2 separate regions of the Sus scrofa genome follow, and region 2 is linked to region 1. The links are chromatin contacts, called in public HiChIP or PLAC-seq maps. All regions are on one chromosome and are shown on one strand. The core of a region is the stretch at or near the end of the contact, and the rest is flanking DNA. Distances in the headings are between cores, read along the strand shown. Region 1 holds the start of NAPB (beta-soluble NSF attachment protein). Region 2 holds the start of CST7 (cystatin F).

Region 1 (3,707 bases), core at 473-2,972:
CCGGTTAACTCTGGGAGGTCTGTCCCTCTGCCAGCTACCTCCCCTCACCCAGCTCTGGAAGAATAAAACACGCTGTGAACACAGCAATGAAGGTAGGAGGTTTTTCTCCCACTGCGGTGTGGACTGTGGGGGAGGGTGGGAGTGCCCATGAGAAGGAAGAGAATGAGGGAAATACCCAGAAACACCAACAATGTCAGGATGCACCCCTGCCACCCATAACTGCAGCCTCTAGAGTAGAGAAGGCAGCCCACTCCCTCCTCCTCAGCTGACTGTATGCTTGAAACTCTGGAACTGTAGGCTCAAGAGTGGTGGACTTCTTAAACATACCCTTCCTAGACTCCAACTCCAGGAAACCCTGATGTAGAGATGGGGGCTTGGAGAGCAGTATTTCTCGGAGTCCTGCCCTAAGGCAGCTTTGGCAACTGCTTTAATCAACACACTGTTGTTGCACTTGGAGTTTTTGACCTGAACCCCTCCACTAAATCCCCATAGACTTCTCAAAGGCTCATGTTCTCTGCTTCTCAAAGGTTCATGTCCACGGCTTACACGTTTCTTTTTTTTCACTCCTGTGTTCACTGCTGCCTCTAATTTCCTGCCTCCTTCTTCCCCAATACTGCTCCAAATTAGCTCTTTGAAGTCAGAATAACAGATGCAGTGAAAGTAAATAAACTCTGGGATCTGAAGCTCCCTTCAGTCTGGAGTGCCTGCACTGCAAGCTCTGCAACATTTGCTTTAGTGACCTTTCTTTCTAGGAGTTTGGCCCTTCTTGCCTTTCTCTCAAGACAGCTTCATTTTCTTAAATGTATTTTGTGTGCCAGTGCCCACAGTGTATTTATTAATAGTTTGAAATTGTCACAAGTTCTCATTTGGCAGTGGTTTTCATATTTGCTTCACCACCTCTGCTTTAGCATTGCCAAATGTAAATGGTCTAGACTTTGTATGAAAAAATAACTCCCTCTGGGACAGTCCTGGAAGTTGCTGGCACACAATAGCCCCTATCTATGGATACCTCTCCTGGGAGATTCGAAGTCTTCCTGGCAGGGAGAATGGCTGTCCCAGAGGCCCACCCCACAATATGGCCAACATTATGTAAAGAGCAAGAGAGCTCAATTGCTCACATCCACTGAAAAGAATCCAGTCAATAAAAAGGGAGAATTATGCACATATTGCATATGTGCAAGTCTTCTATAGCCTAGGAAGAGACGCCTGACAGATCTAAACGCCTTGCTCTGGAGAAAAACATGGCTCTTCCTGCAGCTGTAGCTGGAGCGTGGGAAGATGGGCCAGTATCACAAGGTTTGTGCAGCTGCTTGGGTGGCCGCCTTACAGCGTGCTCTCAGAATGCAAGCGGTACAGTGGAGCTTTCCAGCCTGCCACCCGCCGTCTCCCGGTCCACGCCGTTATCCCGCGTCCCATCCATCCCGTTATCCCGTGTCCTCCCCGTCCATCCCCTGACCACGGTCGGTCGTGCTGGGCAGGGACTCCTGAACTAACGTGATGCTAGTGTTTGAGGCGGTCTTCCTTGGAAGCCGTGGGAACTTTTCCATTTCCCGCCTCCTTAAACTGTCAATACTCTCCTCGGTAGAGGGCCCTACAGAGGGTGAGGACCCCGGTCCCGAAGCCCCTGCCTCCAGCCGGCTCCGCGGCCTTCTGGGAGTTGTAGTTGACGCCTCGCACACTCCCGCCGCCAGGCCACCGCTCGGACTACAACTTCCGACAGGCTGCGCGCCGCGCCTGCGCGCCCCTCCGCTGCCAGAGGACGAGGCGCGGGAGACGCGTTCGGCTCGGGAGTAGCTTGTGGAGGCGGCCGCGGCTGTCGACATGGACAACGCAGGGAAGGAGCGAGAGGCGGTGCAGCTGATGGCGGAGGCCGAGAAACGAGTCAAGGCCTCCCACTCCTTCCTCCGCGGGCTCTTTGGGTGAGCGCCAGACCGCGCGGGTCCTGAGGGGAGGGTTTCCATTCCAGGAGGCGGCCCACACTTTACTCAGGGTCCCCGGGGCCTTCCACGCGCCCTTCAGGGGTCCCCTAGGATCCCCCGGGCACCCACAAACCTTTGGGGACCACCGAGCTCCCCCCATCCCCCCACGCGCACGCCAGGAAGTCTCTCCACCCCCCGGCCCCGCCCCCACACACCCCAGGGATCCCCAAGGGCACTCTATAACCCCCCCACACACGCCCTCCTGGGACCCTCTCGGCCACCCCGACACTCTCCAGGGATTCCCTAGGACCCTCAAGCGCGCACCCTCCCCGACCTGGCGTTCGTGGCCCTCCCCACCGCAGCCACACGGGTTTGTTATTTCTCCACGCGTAGCTCAGGAGACCTGAGTGGGTGGAGGCGCTGGGAGGGTGGGCGGCGGGCTGGTGGTGGGGCCTAGCTTCCCGCATTCCACCACCCTGTGCCCGCGCCCCTTGCGCCAGGTACACATTTAATAAATACCCGTGGGAGGAACGAGTACGTTTTCTTCGTAGAAGGTTCATGTGAAACCCAGCCCAGGGCTTCCTACGGATTAAGGATAACGTAGCTCCTCTTTTAAGTCTGCGTCTTTGGGGAATCCCGTCCATTTTCAGTGATTCTTCTGTGCTTTCCTAGGGAAGGTCTTAAATTCGGACTTCCCAAAAAAGCAGAGCCTGCACTGACAGTTCTTGGACAGTAGAATATGTGAATGATTCAGCTGTTTAGGATGAGAGAGGCGGAAAATTCGTGGTGTTTTTCCGTTTTTCCCTTTGGAAAGGGAAAGATCCTCTGCGGACACCCAGAGCAAGTTTTTATTCTGAGGAGGACCAGGGACCCATCCTTAACTGTTGCGCTATTAGACACAGGTTTATTTCAGTTTAGAACCTGCTCGTTTTGCCACCCTCGTTCTTTTGGTTGTAATACTTAATCGTTGTTGAGCATCTCCATGAAATGCTAACTGCAGGTTTCACGCAGTGCTGGAGTGCGGGCTCAAAGGTACCAAAGGTCATTTATCCCAGCTGGTTTCTCAATTTCTCAGGTGATGTGAAGTTTGGATTATAGCAGTGAATTATAAATTTATTCCCCCCTTAAAAGTTAGGACAGTACATAAGGAGCCACTGCTTCTTACTTGATGGGAACACCAAACAAGAGTCCTTTCTCTGGTTCACAAAACAATTACAATTTATTCAATAAAATTTAACCACATAGCACCTCATGCCTAGAGGCAGTCTTAATGGCTCAGCATCTCAAGTCTGCATGGGCTTCCCTGGATGAGAACCTGTAATTGGCAGGGGAAAAAGCCTCAGGCACTTGATGCTTCTCAGGGGAGTGCCCCTTTCTATGCGGAGATGTTGCGGTGCTGTTTTTGTCACACTAGGCCAAATCTTGAGCCAGTAATTCTAAAAGGATTTTGAAAAGGCTTTTTGTTTTTAGAGAAAGGTCTTTTTCCTCCTTGACTGTTGATCACCTGTTTCGTTGGCAGGCTTTGATCCTCACCTTCACACTCAGTTTGCAGGAAAGTCAGTGCATCCTAGGTTGGGCCTGGATCCAGCAGGTCAGTCTGTCATTCTTGCTTTGGGCCTGGGGCATGTTCATTAGCCCCTCTGTGCCTAAGTTTCCTCTGCTATAAAATAGGGGTCACAGAGATACCTCAGTGAGTGAAGGTTCCAGGAGTATATGCTTGTAAAACATTGAGAATCATTAAAGATGGAGACGGTGAAATATTCATTAGCATATTCATTAGAATTGTCA
Region 2 (4,077 bases), core at 808-3,307, 360 kb before region 1:
GCCACCAGACACGGTACAGTTCCTAGAAGTGGACAGCTTCCTAACGAGTTGCCGGGAAAGCTCCAGGAGCAGGTTTTGGTGGATGCCTCTGAGTGTGCTTTTCTAAAAAGCTGGGAGAGTTGGGATGCACGCTGGCAGAAGGGCACTAGGGTCTGGCCGGTGTCCCTGTGCTGAGCTGGAGGCACTAGGCCCTGTGGAGAGTCCTGGCCCTGCCTGCATGGCCCCTCCCTGATGGCTGTGGGAGCTCAGGGCCAGCTGGGGGCCCCCACTCCTTCCTCTTTCAGGAGAGTTATGTGTGGCTGGGAGGTGGGGGGATCTGAGGGGGAAACAGGGTTCCCAGGAACAGAATGGTGATGTCCTTGCTGGAGGCCCCATGTCCCCGGTGGTTTACTTGGCAGGGAGTGGCAGCTGCTTCTGCGCCAGCATCAAAGAGCCCTTGTTGTGGGCAGGGTCCTGGCGCTCAGACCAGGAGGCAGTGCCCAGGGCCTGGTGTAGTGAGTAGTAGTAGTAGTAGTGAGTAGCCCATCATTTCTAGGGCACATGTGTCCCCTGGCACGAACAGAATGCTGGTTCATCCTGGCCTTAACCCACTGGGACATGCCCCGAGTCTGCATCCCAGCTCTGTCTCTCAGTGGCTGTGCCATCTCGGTGAAACTGCTTGGCCTCTCTGAGCCTTCTCATCTGTGTAACAGGGTGATGATGGCACTGGCCCACAAAGAACATGCACTAGTGTCATGATCATCAAAGATCAAATAGGCAGAATGGCTGCAGTGGGAGCTTTGGGGTCAAATGGGTCCATGCTGGGAAAAGTCTCCAAATGCAGAGGGGGGTCAGTGGCCCCCATGCCAAGACCTCCCCTGTGGTCAGTGGTCGCTGGACGCTCCCAGCTCCTGCCTTTGGTGACCGATGGTGCTGGACCCAGGTCGTGCCCAGGTGGCCTGTGGTGGGAAGATGGGCCGTGTGAGCCTGGCTGGGGGGCTTCCTGGTCAGGTTGAGGAAGAAGGGCTTTCCATTTTCAACCGAAGGCAAAGGCTGAAGAAATCGATGTAGCAATTTCCTAGGTTCTGATGGGCAGGGACGGAGGCTGCTGGGCCCCACATGCAGGTCAGTGCGGTTTAGCACCAGGGGTGGATAGGCCAGGTGGTGACACAGCGGCCCCTATTCCCTGCCCCCAAGGAAGGCTCTGGAACCCGCTCTCAAGAGGAGGGCGGAGGTGGGGGCAGACTTGGGCCCAGCAGAGCTGCTGTCTCTGCTTGACCACCGGACGGGCCTCCAAGCCACTTGCGCCACAGACAAGGCCCGAGGCTGGGTCACCTACCCTCGGTGTCCCAGGTCACTGGTCCTGCCTCGGCGCTCCCCACCTATAGCCTGTGGCCAGGCTCCAGCCCCCTTTGACAAGGGAGTAAGATAGATACCAACTGCCGCTTGGCCCCTCCCCCTTCCGCTGGTCACTTCAGTGCCAGGCACCAGCTTCCTAGTGCATGTGAGGGCAGGTCCTCATGGGCTGTGTGACTGGGCAAGTCACCTAACCTCTCTGTGCCTCATTTCCTGGCCCACAGGTGGCAGCTTCCTTCCTCCCCCAGCCCCAACCCCCAGCGCCGGCCTGGTGGGAAAGATGAAGGCTTAGGATCCCTGTGAGCCAAGTGACAGGACAGCAGCGGAGGCAGGAAGGATGCGCCATCAAATAGAATCGGCCTGACCGCTACCCTGTGTTCTATAGCTGTGGAGGGGCCACGGGGTCCCTCCCTCTGCTGCTGCTGGATGGTTCTCAGGACCCCCACAGGCCCCAAGAATAGCAGGGGGCAGAAGATATTTCCCTGGTCCCCAGGTCCCCAGTCTCCCCCAAGGCTGCTCCCCACAAAGGCAGCTGTTGTGGGGTCCCATGGAACCTAATGTGCCTCAGGAATGGGGGAGGGTTGGGGGTAAGCTCACGGCACCCAGGCAGCGGGAGACCCCCTCTTACCTTGTGAAGGGCCCCCGGTGGCAACCAGGACCAGGGTGCAGACGGCCAGCAGCACCCTGGCAGGACGCATGGCTGTGCCCAGGGCGGTGTGTGCTGGGCGCGAGGTGGTGGGGGAGCCCCGCCCAATGAACCGCCTGCCAAGGGGGTGGGGGATAGTGGTTTTTTGTTGAGTCGTTTTGGCCAGAAGCTCTTCACCTCCACATCCCTTGGCTACAAAGTAAACCGCTTCCTTTGTAAAAGTTTCCAAACAGCAATTATTTGCAGGGCAGGAGGAAGAGGTGAGAGCTATGAGCAAACCCTGCGATTTTCTACCCTTAGAACACATGGAAGAGACATTATAGCAGAAAAATGAGCAGGGATTTTAGGAAGCACAAGTACTGGGGGTTCCTTCTCTAAAAGGTGAAAAGGGTGAGCTCCCTAGGCCCAGATTCTGGGGTCCGAGTGGCCCCCTGCAGGAGATTGTCTTGGTGGTATGAACGGGTGGTGATAGTGAGAGGGTGTGTTGACAGCACTTAACTGTATGCCGGGCACTTTTCTCGCTGTTTCTTTAATCCCCCACCATCGTGTAGGGAATTACAACATTGTGTGAGTCCAGGAAACTAAGGCACAAGGGGATGAGAAGTTGTGCGGAGCTCTGCAGAGCTGTGGCCCAGGCCCAGCACTGTGGCCATGGTCATACCCACCGTCACCACCTCCACCCCGCCACCCCCCAGCCTCCCAGGCCCAGGGCCCTGAACCTGGAGCAGTCTGTGCCAGCCACACAGGCACTGGCCTGCTTGCAGATGCCAGCTTGGCCATGGGGACTCTGAGGGTGGCCCAAGTGTGCTGACACATCATCTAGCAGGACTGTCAGCAAAGGCACGTGGAGCCTTGCAGAGCAGCATGTGGGACCTCTGGAGGAGCCTGGGTGTGTGTGTGTATGACTCGTATGCATCTAAACAATGTACAGAAGAAACATGAGCTCCAGTTGCCCCGGCAGAGGATTATCCGATGGGCTTCTGACCCTTGTGTTCTGCGTGTGCTTTTTCTTTTCTTTCTTTCTTTTTTTTGGTCTTTTTGCCTTTTCTAGAGATGCTCCTGCGGCATGTGGAGATTCCCAGGCTAGGGGTCCAATCGGAGCTGTAGCCACCGGCCTGCACCAGAGCCGCGTCTGCAACCTACACCACAGCTCACAGCAACGCCGGATCGTTAACCCACTGAGCAAGGGCAGGGACCGAACCCGCAACCTCATGGTTCCTAGTTGGATTCGTTAACCACTGCGCCACGACGGGAACTCCTATATTCCCTTTCTTATATTATCTTCCTCTTCAGATCGCATAAATCTTTTGCCTTTTACTTTATTTTCTAAAATCCATGGTGGTGGTGGTCTGAATGGTGGGGCAAAACACCCTCTTCTGGGCTGGGTGGCGAGCAGACTTTGTCCACACGGTGGCGCCACGACCCAAGAAAAAAACTGGTCCCGTCTGACTTTTCCCAGGCTGGTGGCCCCCCTGCTCCATTCCCCACATTTGCAGTGATGGCGATGGATTTCAGCTGCCCTCTGCCCTCTCTGGGGAAGAGTGGTTCTTAGGGGGGTCATGGCGGGGGTGGGAGAGACTCTGCAAATCTTCCAGCTGGGCCTCGTCCTAGAGGATCTTGGTGCTGGTGGGGGTGGAGTTCCCGCACCAGCTGCTGCCCGCATGTGGGCACAGCCACTCCACAAGTCTGGGATGCCCCTCTCCTGGAAGATCCACAGGCCAGGGCTGGAATGACCTAAGATGTTGGTGCATGTCTGGACTTGATCTGGCTGCTGGCTGGGCCTCAGTGGGGCGTCGGCATGATGGCTGGTCCTCAGAATAACTGTCCCCTGGAGCTGGTCCCCAGAATGACTGTCCCCTGGAGTGGCAGGTGGAAACTGCATCATCTGGTATGACTTAGCCTTCAAGGTCACACAGTTTTACTTCTGCCAAAACCACAGACCTAGGAAGTCAAGCAGCCCCCACCTTTCAGGGGACAGAGTATGCGGGAAGGGACATATTTTGTGAGTGTCCTTGGGTGTTATCTGCCTCAAGTGGGTCCCGAGAGAAATAAGATCTAAACCTCTCTGGAAGGGTCCCTGTCTCCCTGACTTTACC

What was found. HiChIP or PLAC-seq counts read pairs in DNA pulled down with a chosen protein or histone mark.
Region 2: a contact with region 1 is called in an H3K27ac HiChIP or PLAC-seq map of alveolar macrophages. The contact joins the promoter of CST7 here to the promoter of NAPB in region 1. A contact is called at or near these places in 2 of 5 promoter capture datasets (fetal liver and fetal skeletal muscle), 3 of 47 Hi-C or Micro-C datasets (embryonic fibroblasts, heart right ventricle and omental adipose tissue) and 1 of 2 datasets of contacts at active chromatin or transcription factors (alveolar macrophages).

The regions. Positions count from the first base shown.
Region 1 is chr17:30,394,120-30,397,826 of Sscrofa11.1, reverse strand. It overlaps NAPB (beta-soluble NSF attachment protein), which reads left to right and starts at 1,722. Exons shown (of 11, transcript XM_003134297.4): 1 at 1,722-1,919. The coding sequence starts at 1,822.
Region 2 is chr17:30,755,980-30,760,056 of Sscrofa11.1, reverse strand. CST7 (cystatin F) reads right to left here and starts at 2,057. Exons shown (of 4, transcript NM_001243310.2): 1 at 1,964-2,057. The coding sequence starts at 2,033.